Regions from separate parts of the Pan troglodytes genome. Here region 2 is linked to region 1. The links are chromatin contacts, called in public HiChIP or PLAC-seq maps. All regions are on one chromosome and are shown on one strand. Each heading gives the region's core, a stretch centred on a gene start, on an enhancer-like site or on the middle of the called end of the contact. The rest is flanking DNA. Distances are from core to core; before and after follow the strand shown. Region 1 holds the start of FNTB (farnesyltransferase, CAAX box, beta). Region 2 holds the start of LOC134808364.

Region 1 (5,550 bases), core at 2,154-4,653:
GAGGCTGAGGCAGGAGGATGGCGTGAAACCGGGAGGTGGAGGTTGCAGTGAGCCGAGATCGCGCCACTGCACTCCAGCCTGGGCGACAGAGCGAGACTCCGTCTCAAAAAAAAAAAAAAAAAAAAAAAAGCCCCTCACCCTCCACGCTGCCAAGAATGAGAAAATGGCATGCTTGAGGGAGATCTGGATGATCAAGTAGAGGAAAAATTTGGTGTTTTAGGAAAGGCAAGGGAGAATTGCGACAGTCTTTGGGGAGTGGCGCGTGATGGGAGGGAGATGACCTGGTCCTAGGTAGGAGATGGGGCAGTCATTCCATCTAGGGGAATAGGACGGACAGGACCGCCGAGTAGGAGGGCACAGATGATGGTGGGCAGTAAACTTGGGGAGGAAGTTAATTACCTAGCGGGATAATAGATGAGTTCTTTCCATTTTCCAAATGTTCCAATATGTATTACTACACAGTTTCACAAGATATTAAAGGAAACAATTCATTCCGACATACGGCTTGTATGAGTGAAAACAGGGAGAACGGTGAGAGCAGTTTTAAAACTTACTCCCTAAACGCACTCCAGGGTCAGAAGCGACCTCTAGTGGTTCATTTAGACCATTACTTTTTTCTTTTTCTTGCTCTTAAAAGTATAAAATAGCACGGTCCACATTTAATATTATTTTTAAAGAAACACGATCAGTTTAATTTAGAAAAGAGTATCAGGCATGTGAGTAAAATAAACATAAACCATCTGCAGTCCAAGCTGGAGTTGCTATTATCATGACTAAGAGTTTTCTATCTATCATTCTCTATAGCACCATTAATATTTATGTTCATTCTGCTTCTTGAATGAGTGGTTTTATTAAACCAAGAGGAGGGACAACTAGTGGGCTATTTGATCCAGGTCTTCTTGATGCTTACATGGAGTACAAACCCCACATATTTTTCATTACTGGTTTCACTTGATTTGGTGTTGTCACTGGGTTTCCTCTGCCTGGGATGTTCCCATCCCCTGGATTAATAACTCACTTCCTCATGGGAGTCTTTCCACACCTTCCAGGCTACCTTAGGGTCCCCCCATCATGCAAGCTCACAACACTCCATGCTTCTTTCTGCCTCATCCCATTTCTCCCAACTGTCATGAAAGAGTCAATTCTGTCATTACTGTTTAATGTTTTTTCTGGTAAGTCATGAGACCCATAATGGCAGAGACTGTGTCTGGCTTGTTCACTGCTGTCTCCTTAGCACTTAGCTCAGTGCCCGGCACTTACCCTGTACTCAATAAACATTAATTGAATGAGAACACACTATCGGGCCGGAGACTCTTGCCCATGTTCCTATTCACATCTTTCGGATCCCACTGCAGAGGAGACTGAATTTCAGAGATGAATTTTTATTTCTAAAATACAGTTTGCAATTGCTTTAGGTGCATCTGTGACAGATGCAACAATTTGTCACAAAACTGTCCCAGCTATTCTTTCAATAGCACAGTCTTCAGGATTGAAGCGTTAAGTTTCCAGCTCTCCTGCAAAGAAACTCTTTGTGACAAAGGCTGAATCCTTAGATATAACCCTGACCTTATCAGACCATTTATTTCCCAAAATATAACTAAGGGAAAGACAGTAAGATGCCAATACAGGGGGCAGTATAATGAGACCATTTCACATTGTGCAGCCTTATCCATGGGTCCTAACCCATACTGTCCCCTTATTTCCAGATTTGGTAATATTCTGGTGCCTCTAGGTCTTAGTTCAGCAACAGTACCACTAAAATGGACATGGTGGTAGTATTTATCCACCTGAGGTCTTTAGGCCAGCCCAGCCTCATCTTTGAAAGTTTTGTGAGTGCTTCTATTTTCTACCAGAGACTGAGAACAGGGGAATGGCTGGTTGTCAAATGTCACTCTGGTCTATAATCCCTGGATCCTAGACATGTGACATGGAATGGAGTGGGAACAGAGTGAAATGCTCTGAGCAGGAAGTAAAGCTTGTCTCCAAGTGTACCCGGAATGTCTGTTATTATCATACCTTCTATAATCTCCTACATAACTCCCCCAGTTTAATCTCTTGGTATTATAATTTTTGGTGTAGTACTTTTGATGCATGCCCTAAAATAAATTCTCTTCTATTGCTTGTCCAAAGGTAGCAGCGTTTTCCTAAAAATCACAACTTTAAACTTGGTTGTTCTGGAGGCAAGTGTGATGAGTAAGTCCACTCCATAAGAATCAATAAGAATTTCTTTTATTCTAGCTGGGCGTGGTGGTGAGCATCTGTAGTTCCAGATACTCAGGAGGTTGAGGCAGGAGGGTCACTTGAGCCTATGGTTTTTGTTTGTTTTTTTGTTTTGCTTTTTTTTTTTTGAAACAGGGTCTCGCTCTGCCACCCAGGCTGGAGTGCAGTGGCACAATCATAGCTCACTGCAGCCTCGACTTCTTGGGCTCAAGAGATCCTCCCACCTTAGCCTGTCGAGCAGCTGGGACTACAGGCATGCGCCACCACGCCCGGCTAATTTTTTTGATATTTAATAGAGATGAGGTCTTGCTATGTTGCCCAGGATGTTCTAACTCCTCAAGTGATCCTCCTGCCTCAGCCTCCCAAAGTGCTGGGGTTACAGGCGTGAGCCACCGTGCCCAGCACATGTCTTCTAAAAGTTGCTGTTTCTTCCTTTTTCAGGAGTTCTTTCCCATACTGTTCTTCTGGATGACTCCTCGTCATCCTTCGGATCTCAAATGAAAGGTCATTTAGAGAGGCTTGGCCTGACCATACAATTCAATTAGTTTCTTACCCCTTTAGTCTCTCTCATAGACCCTGTTATTTTCCTTCATATAATTTATCACAAGTCTTCATATATTTATTGTGTTGGATACATTCAATTCTGTCGATTTTCTTAGAATGTAAGGTTTCCAAGGGAAGGGACTTCGTTTTGTTCACTTTTGTATTCCTAGAACCTAGCACAATGCCTGACACATAGCAGGTGTTCCATAAATATCTGCGGACTGACTGTCTATTTCACTTATCCTTGTTCCTTCTACTGCATTTCAGTTCTTGCTACTGCAGTGTAACCTCCAAGAGACAGGAGAAAATCATAATGCCCCCCTCCCTCCATCACTGAGTGATACTGAGACGGCGTCCTTGCACGTTTGAGCAGCTGCTGCCTTCTCCTGGGAGGCTGTCAAGTACCCCAAGGTGCACAATAATTCTATTAGTAATTGCGTGACTGAGGCAAATCAGTAGAGCTGTCAGAAATGCTTTCAAACTTAACATTCATTGGGTTCTTGGGCACCTGAAATTGCAAACGATTGCATTACAATTAAGTGAGAATTAGCAGAATGTTAAAGTTCTTTAACAATTTGCGTAACAAACCGAGGCGTCCTACGCCATCTCGCTGAAATGAAATTCGGATGTAGACACCCTTGCGCTTCAGGACTCTACGCTCTTGCAGCAGCTCCTCTGCCCAATGGGGGGCGGCAGCATCTCAGTAACTCACTCGAAAGACGGGTAGGCGGGAGGAGACATTCGCGTTCAAAATCTTTTTGCCTCTATCCGCTCGCCGTAGCGCTTTAGCCCGCTCGAGTTTCAATGCGCGTTGTTGCTTAACGAAGCAGAGTCCTACACACTGTCTGCTGCTCTCCTGATCATGGCTTCTCCGAGTTCTTTCACCTACTATTGCCCTCCATCTTCCTCCCCCGTCTGGTCAGAGCCGCTGTACAGTCTGAGGCCCGAGCACGCGCGAGAGCGGTTGCAGGACGACTCGGTGGAAACAGTCACGTCCATAGAACAGGTGAGGTGGCAGGACTGGGCGAGGCGCCCGCGCGATGTGTTCTGGGAGCGCGAGTCCCATTCGCAGGGCCGCCCGGGTGCGGAACTCACCGGGGAACTACGACTCCCACAGCGCACCGCGGCGCCTTTCCTCTGGGAAGCTCCGGGCGCCCAGGCTTGGGCTTCGTCGTGGAGCGTTTGCGCGGCCAGCTTGGGGAAGGGTCGTTTCAAGGTTGGGCTTGGAGGAGAGGGCAGTAGCCGGGTCCCCTCTGCCCTAAAGAACGAGAAGAATCGTGTTCTATGCCTGGAGGACAGAGGCAGCCCGTGCGGGTCGGACAGCCCACTCTGTTCTGCCAGTACTTCGGGAGGTTCTGGGGTGCATAGTGCACTTTTCCCAACCTGCCCTCAGCTTCTGGAGGCAGAGAGCAGGGCCAGGCTGCTGTCATGCCGTTTCACGATCTGTTTAATTTTTGACCTACAGTGCCAGGTTTGGGGGCCCGCCTCGTGGGTGGGCATTTTGGTAGTCATTCAGCCATTTGAGCACCAGCTACGTGTCGGACACAATATTAAACGATAGAAGTACAAGGAAATAAAACAGCTCCTGACCAGGAGCCTGGTTGGGGGACAGGCAGGAAAACAGTTTGGAAAGTGATCTAATAGAAAGAATGGATTTTGGACTACTAATCATTCCCTAAGGCCTAGAAGTAGGATCGAACCTATCATTTTGAAAAGTGTTTGGCGAATGAGTATATATTCATATGCCCAAAACCATAGTTTTGTTTTTCTTCTTATTCCCTAATTGGAATTGTTCCCAAGGTTGCTATGTGGAACTGTTTATCCATCTGTCCCTAGGAGAAGTGGTTAGGATAATTCTTAACACTAATAAATGAACATTCTGCTGCTTACTGAAATAAGATCTCTTAGTGAGATCAGTCTCCAGGCTTTACCTTGGAGAGACCTGTTTTGTATTTCCTACTTTAAGTTGGAAGCCTGTACTTTGGCAAAATTAGTAACAATAATTGTTTTACTGTACAGTTATGACTAAATAGAATTATAAATTTATAACAGAAACAAGGGCTTGATACGTGATTATTCACAAAGTAGCAGAGAAAATATTTTAACTGGAGATTTAAACTTCATGGAATTTAGGGTAGCAAAGGAAATCCTCACCTCTCGAATCTAGCTAATTCTCCAGGTTGGTTTGCCTACCAGTGTGTCCCAGGGAAGGCTGACTGCAAAAGATTGTAAAGAAATTTCCCATTGATGAAAAACCTACAGGATCTTTGCAGAATTCCTAAATGATTGATTGCTGAGTTGATTCAGGTCAAGTGTTTTACTTATTATCTGACCTTAGACTATGGGATTGCCTTTTTTTTTTTTTTTTTTTTTTTTGAGATGGGGTCTCGCCCTGTTGCCAGGCTGGGATGCAGTGGCTTACTGCACCCTCCGCCTCCCGGGTTCACGCCATTCTCCTGCCTCAGCCTCCAGAGTAGCTGAGACTACAGGCGCCCACCACCACGCCTGGCTAATTTTTGTATTTTAGTAGAGACAGGTTTCACCATGTGGCCAGGCTGGTTTGGAACTCCTGACCTCCAGTGATCTGCCCTCCTCGGCCTCCCAGAGTGCTGGGATTACAGTCGTGAGCCACTGCTCCTGGTGCGAGCATCTTTCAAATCTAGACCCAACGGTATGGCAGACAGTAAAGAATCTTATATTTCTTTTTCATGTTGTTATTCCAGCACACATTATTAGAGTCTAGGATGAACAGTTTCAGGTAGTAGGATGATAATGTTGTATCTCATT
Region 2 (5,550 bases), core at 1,284-3,783, 430 kb after region 1:
CAAATTGTTATTGAATTATTTTATGGAATGATGACACCCAAACTGAGCTAGAACATAATTCTGGCTCTGCTAGTACATCTTCTGTGTGATCTTGGACAAGTCACTCTACTTTCAATTTTCTTTTCTCACAGGGAGATAATCATAAAAACGACTGTAAAGTACAGCATTTCATAGAGTGCTTTTTGTTTAAAGAGCTGACAATAAATACGAGTCACAAGGTCTAGGAAAGCCTCCCTCAGAACCTGAGCTGCTTGAGGACAAGGGATTTTCTTTTGAATCAGCAGTACCTTATTTGTGTATCTGTGATAGAGTTCCTGATACATAAGAAGGTCTCAATAAATGTGAATTTATGAATATTAGGCAGATTGCAACCTTGACAGGCCACTGCCTCTTAAATCTCCTTTTTGTGATCTTTTAATATTTAACATCTAAAAGGCCGCCGCTACTTGCTTTGGGATAAGTATCCCCGTTATGTACTTTAAAATGCCCAAGCCTAGAGAAATGATTCTTGTCTTAAGGGCACCATTTCGCTCTCCCACCGTAAAGCGCCCCAGGCTTGGGATCTGGGTCCCAAGGCTACAGGGAAGAGTTTGGAACGGGAAGCTCATCTTCCGGCCCTCTGATTGGCCGGCTCGCACTCCACTCACGCGGCGCGCGGCTCTGATTGGCCCCGGCGGCACCCCTCGTCCCGCGACTACTTTGTGTGCTGGGGCGGCGCGCTCAGGTCCTCCCGCTCAGCTGGCGGTCTGGGCTGCTCTGGGGCAGCCCTTCGGTCCACTGCTCTGCATCGCGGGCGCCGGGAATTTTCCGAGTCCGAGCGGGTAGGACGCATCCTAGGGCAAAGCCTCTCCCCTCTCCCCGTGCTGTTCTCTTTCCCGTACTGAATAAACTTCCGCCTCAGAGGGGCTGTCGCAGCCGCGGGTCGGGAGAGGCCGGGCATCGAACTCAGGCCCTCGTGGGGGGGGTCTTTCTCTTCGAGTGAATGTGGAAACAGCTCTTACAAGATAAAGTAGGGCTTCGCTGAGTCTCCTGGGGGAGCGATGCCATTGTAGGATCGCGCTGGAAGCAGCAGTCAAGCGGCCAAATGCGGGCTGCAGGGGCTGAGCAGCAGCAGCGCGCACCCCTAAAAGTAGCAAGGAGCCAGCCTCAAAACCTCTAGTGCGGGTGCCCCCTAGGGCCGCCGACTGAGCTGGCACGGGCCGGTCCATTCCCCGCGCTGTAGGGAGCACTGCATTCTCTGGAGGCGGGTCTCCTCCCGGGATCCGCTCGCGCCCCGCTCAGCCTTCGGCCTTCAGGCGGTAGAGGGCGGCCTACGCCTGTGTGCGAGCCGGCGCCGGCGTGCGCAGCCGCTGCCCTGCTGGAACTGTGCCGTCCCGCTGTGGCCCGCGGCTCTGCTAGGCGGTGGATGCTGCTGCTACGCTCTCCACCGGCGCAGCGAGGAAGGGGGCGGGGAGAAGCCCTGGCACATGCCAGGGTCGCCGTAGGTGGCAGCGGCCGGCGCATGCGCGCCCTCTCTCAGAAGCCAGGAACGCCGAGGGGCGCGCGCCCCCATTCGCGCGCGCACGCCGGCGCTGGCCGAGGCTTCCCCGCCTGCGCTCGTTGTCAGAGCCGCTCCGGCGCGTGCGCGCGTTATCTCCGGCCGACCCGAGGAGCCGGTTCCCTCCGCTCCAGGCCCCCTCCCCATCCCGCCCCCGCCGCCTGGCCCCAGCCGACCCGTCCCTTCCTCTCCCCGCGGAATGGGGCCGGCACTGCTCAGGGTCGCGCGCCCTGGACCCGGCTCGCTCTCGGTCTCGCGCTGTCAGCGACTGCCCGGCTCGCGCCGCCTCGCGCTCTGCCTCAGTCAGTGGCGCCGAAGGCTCCGTTAAGCGGCGGCGGCGGTTCCTGTTTCCGTTTCTTCCTCTCCGTTCGGTCGGGAGTAGCATCCTCCACTCAGCCACCCTTCCCACTCCCCCAGCGTGGGGCAGCTGCGGCTGAGGGCTGTGGCTTTGGCAGCTGCGACGGGGAGCGGCGGAGACCGCCTCTGCTCCCGCCTGGGGTAAGGGGGCGTTTTGGGAGCCGGGCCCCGCGCGCCTCGGGGTCTTGGGCTGGGCTGGGCTGCGCGCGGGATCTGAGGAGGCTCCGCGGCTGTCCCTGCTCGTTTCCCCGGGCGACCCCCGGGCCTGTTGCTGCAACTGCTGCCGGTTAACCAGCGGCTCTCGGAAAAGTGGGGAGGGAGCCCCCGGGACGCTCTGGCGGATGCCTTGGCGCAGCCCCGGGGGCGCGGGCAGAGGGTGAGGGGCGCCCGCCTCTCCAGCCGGGACGCGGAGCTGCGCCGCTGCTGCCCTCCGCGTCGCGCATCCTTGCCTAGGGCAGGGGCCAAAGCCTAGGGAAGGAGAAGGGTTGGGGGCGGGGGTGGGAGGTGTCCGTCGTTTCCCCTCCACACCTACCTTCCCTTCGTCAGCAGCTCGGTCCCTGGAGTCGCGGTTTGTGGGGAGGAAGATGCCCGTGCGTTATGGGCTCTCTCTGAGTGCTGCTCGGGCTAGAAAGCAGGGAGTGGACCCGCACAAAGATCCGCGAGGGACTGATGCAGGGCAGTTAAAGGCTTGAGTGCAGCTGTACTCCCTTTTGATGTGCAAATGACGAGCTGGCGGCTTTTGAGTATCAACTTATTTGGGAAGGTTAAATGAGTCCATATTTAATCAGTTCTAGGAGGTTTGTCCTGCAGGATTGAGTGGGTTGTCGGGTGCAGCACCTGTTCTTTCTTCACAGTGGGGATTGCAATCTTCAGAGACGCAGTGTATTTCTTAAGTGGCAGTGTCATGCTTAGGGTTTGTCCCGGATGAGCTTTTATTTTAGCATTTTGCCGTATAATATAGATTGAGGCCTTGGTTAAAGGCACGGACAGGTGGTGTTTTTTCCTTCCTATGTTTTAATTATTCACAGTTTATTTAAACCCACTCAGGAAGGTGGACCCAGAAAAGCCAAATTCTCCAGTACATAACCCCAAATTTCAACGTTTTGCGGAACAAATTCAATACAAGTTTTGTGTCAGTTTAGAGTTAAACGCATCTCAAGTAACTGACTTAACTGGCTTGCCTCTATGAAAACTGTAGGCAGATTTCATTATAGTTTTTTTTTTTTTCTTGTTATTCCGGCGGTTAGGTGCATGTTTATTTTCTTGATTAAATTTACATTCTATGTTTTATGACTAATTCTTTAAATAGGGGCATCACATAGAAAGTATTTTAGGAGAGAAATTATTTAAGCACTACAGTATATCAGATATATGAGAAATAATGGAGTTGTAGTCTCTGCTCTTTAAAATAACTGTAAAAACATCTTAAAACCCTATGCCAAATAATAAGGCCCTGTACCTTGCTGTCCTTGTGAAATCTGCTATGTGTATAGAAAATCTTAATTACTTGATTTATAAATACTACGGTAGTATTGAAAAGGTGGGAATTCAAGCATTTGTAATTGTGATTTCACAGGTTTAGTGTGTAAAAAATGCAGGGAGTTAGAGATGAATAGGCTATAAGACACGTACAAAGACATGGATTTTCTTTTTGCTGCCTTATAAATTGAGAATTCTGTTTGAATTCAAGAGCTGAACAGCTGGAATGAAACTTGTATAGATTGCAGAAACAGATGCAAAAATGTATCTTTGGTCAAGTTGTGAGTTAACTTGAAGAGTGTCTTGTGTAATAGGATAGTGATTCAAAATAATTTCCATAAAGTACGGCCTTATATAGGTTATATTTTGAGGATATTTTTGAATTTAAAAAGTCACCTGAAGTTGTTTTCCTACAAATCAGTTCTGTTTAAGACGTATAGAATCGAAAAAAACAAAACAAAACAGTAATTCTGATTACATCCTGCATTGTTTTGTTGCAAATTCTTACCAGTTATTTTTACGCAATTGGAGTGTCCTTAAAAGTGGTGAATCTTAAAATTTGCTAGTGGATTGGAAAAACCTGTTAACTTATTATTATTTTTAAAAATGCTGTTATATTAGTACATTGGTCTGGAGGGGGAGCTAGTGCCAAAGCAAAGTATAGCTTAATAGCTGTTTGAACTTTTAAAACACCCAAAACCAGATTTTTATGACCAAAAGAAACATAAACTTTTAATTAAAAGAGTACGAAATTGATGTGGGCATATATATGTACATAGTTATTTGTGGAGTGAATATATTGTGTATTACAAATTAGTTTAAAGAAGTCTTTTCATGAGCTGCAATAATGGAAAGCTAAATGCTTAAAGATTTATTGGATTTCTCATTTTAAAATCTCTAAAATGTATCCCCAAACTTAGAGTATGTTATAGTATTTTCTTAACCTTCTTGTCCTGTTCATCAGAATCTAAGGCATGTATTCTTGACCCATTGTACATGTTGTGTGTTCTTAAATTTTGTTTTTATAATAGCTACAATCCTAAAATTTCAAAAACGAAGCTTCAAGTAGAATCTTATATGGGCGAAGGTATTAATTGTGTGGTAAGCTACGTATTTATCAAAAGTAGATGTAATTCCTTTTTTTTTTTTTTTTAAAGTAGAGATAATTCCAATAAAAAAATGGACCTTTTAGACATCTGGAGAACAGTATCCCCAGGTCACTTAACCCTTATCTCCTGCAGTATAATGCAGTGAGTCCAGCTGATCTACCAAATTGAATGTGTGCCTTTGAATACGAAGCAGTTGTTTTGTGGCCTGTGGCATTTCATTTAGGTTTCTAAGCTGTAATAAATTAGTATGTTAATTTACTTCTTTCCATTCACATATTCTTTAAATCCAAGCCTAGAGACTGATAATTATATGTATATTAAAATCATTGGAATATTGGTTTCTTTGCAGATAGTGTTTGGGCTGTTTATTATCCATAGCTCTTCATTATGTAAATAGAATCTCAATGCTGATAAAGTAAATAGATTCTTCCATTTCATTAATGGTTATTTTTGATTTATGATAAACTGCATTTAATAAATCTCTTGATTTAGTTAAATGGTGGATACATCATTTCATATTATAGCAAATTGATAAATATAAAAGAAAGTTTTACAATCATAAGAGTAAATATTTAAAAAAACTTGAATAAGTTACTTTACTAAACATAAAATTAAGATTTTTAAACAACTCTGAAACTAAAAGTATTACTATTATGGTACTTTTTTTTTTTTTTCCCCCAATAGAGATGTGATCTTGCTGTTTTGTCCAGGTTGGCCTTGAACTCCTGGGCTCAAGCGATCCTCCTACCTCAGTCTCTTGAGTAGCTGGGACTATAGGCATGTGCTACCACAGCCAGCTTTATTATAGTACTTTTGTACCCTGCATCAATGCTGCTTCTGTTGATACTTTTCAAAGGAGATATCAACTTCTGGTCTTCAACAGTAGTGTAGCATCCTCTTATTGATTCTCTGGCTCATATTTCACTACCATGTAGTATGGAGTTTCTTTCTTGGAGTTTGAATTTTTTTACATTGCAGCTTGTTATAGTGAAACAATTAAACATATTTAAAAGTAAAAGATATTTACGACTGATTTTTAAAGAACCTGTAAAAAAATCCCCAACAGAA

What was found. HiChIP or PLAC-seq counts read pairs in DNA pulled down with a chosen protein or histone mark.
Region 2: an H3K4me3 HiChIP or PLAC-seq map of stem cell-derived excitatory neurons shows a contact between it and region 1, with 2.6 times the contacts expected there. The contact joins the promoter of LOC134808364 here to the promoter of FNTB in region 1. A contact is called at or near these places in 1 of 7 Hi-C or Micro-C datasets (stem cell-derived neural progenitor cells) and 1 of 1 datasets of contacts at active chromatin or transcription factors (stem cell-derived excitatory neurons).

Annotation. Positions count from the first base shown.
Region 1 is chr15:62,961,352-62,966,901 of NHGRI_mPanTro3-v2.0_pri, forward strand. It overlaps FNTB (farnesyltransferase, CAAX box, beta), which reads left to right and starts at 3,404. Exons shown (of 12, transcript NM_001302412.1): 1 at 3,404-3,769. The coding sequence starts at 3,626.
Region 2 is chr15:63,388,162-63,393,711 of NHGRI_mPanTro3-v2.0_pri, forward strand. It overlaps LOC134808364, which reads right to left and starts at 2,534. Exons shown (of 1, transcript XM_063793560.1): 1 at 1-2,534. The coding sequence starts at 1,922. The coding sequence ends at 1,395. It also overlaps a transcript of FUT8 not described here.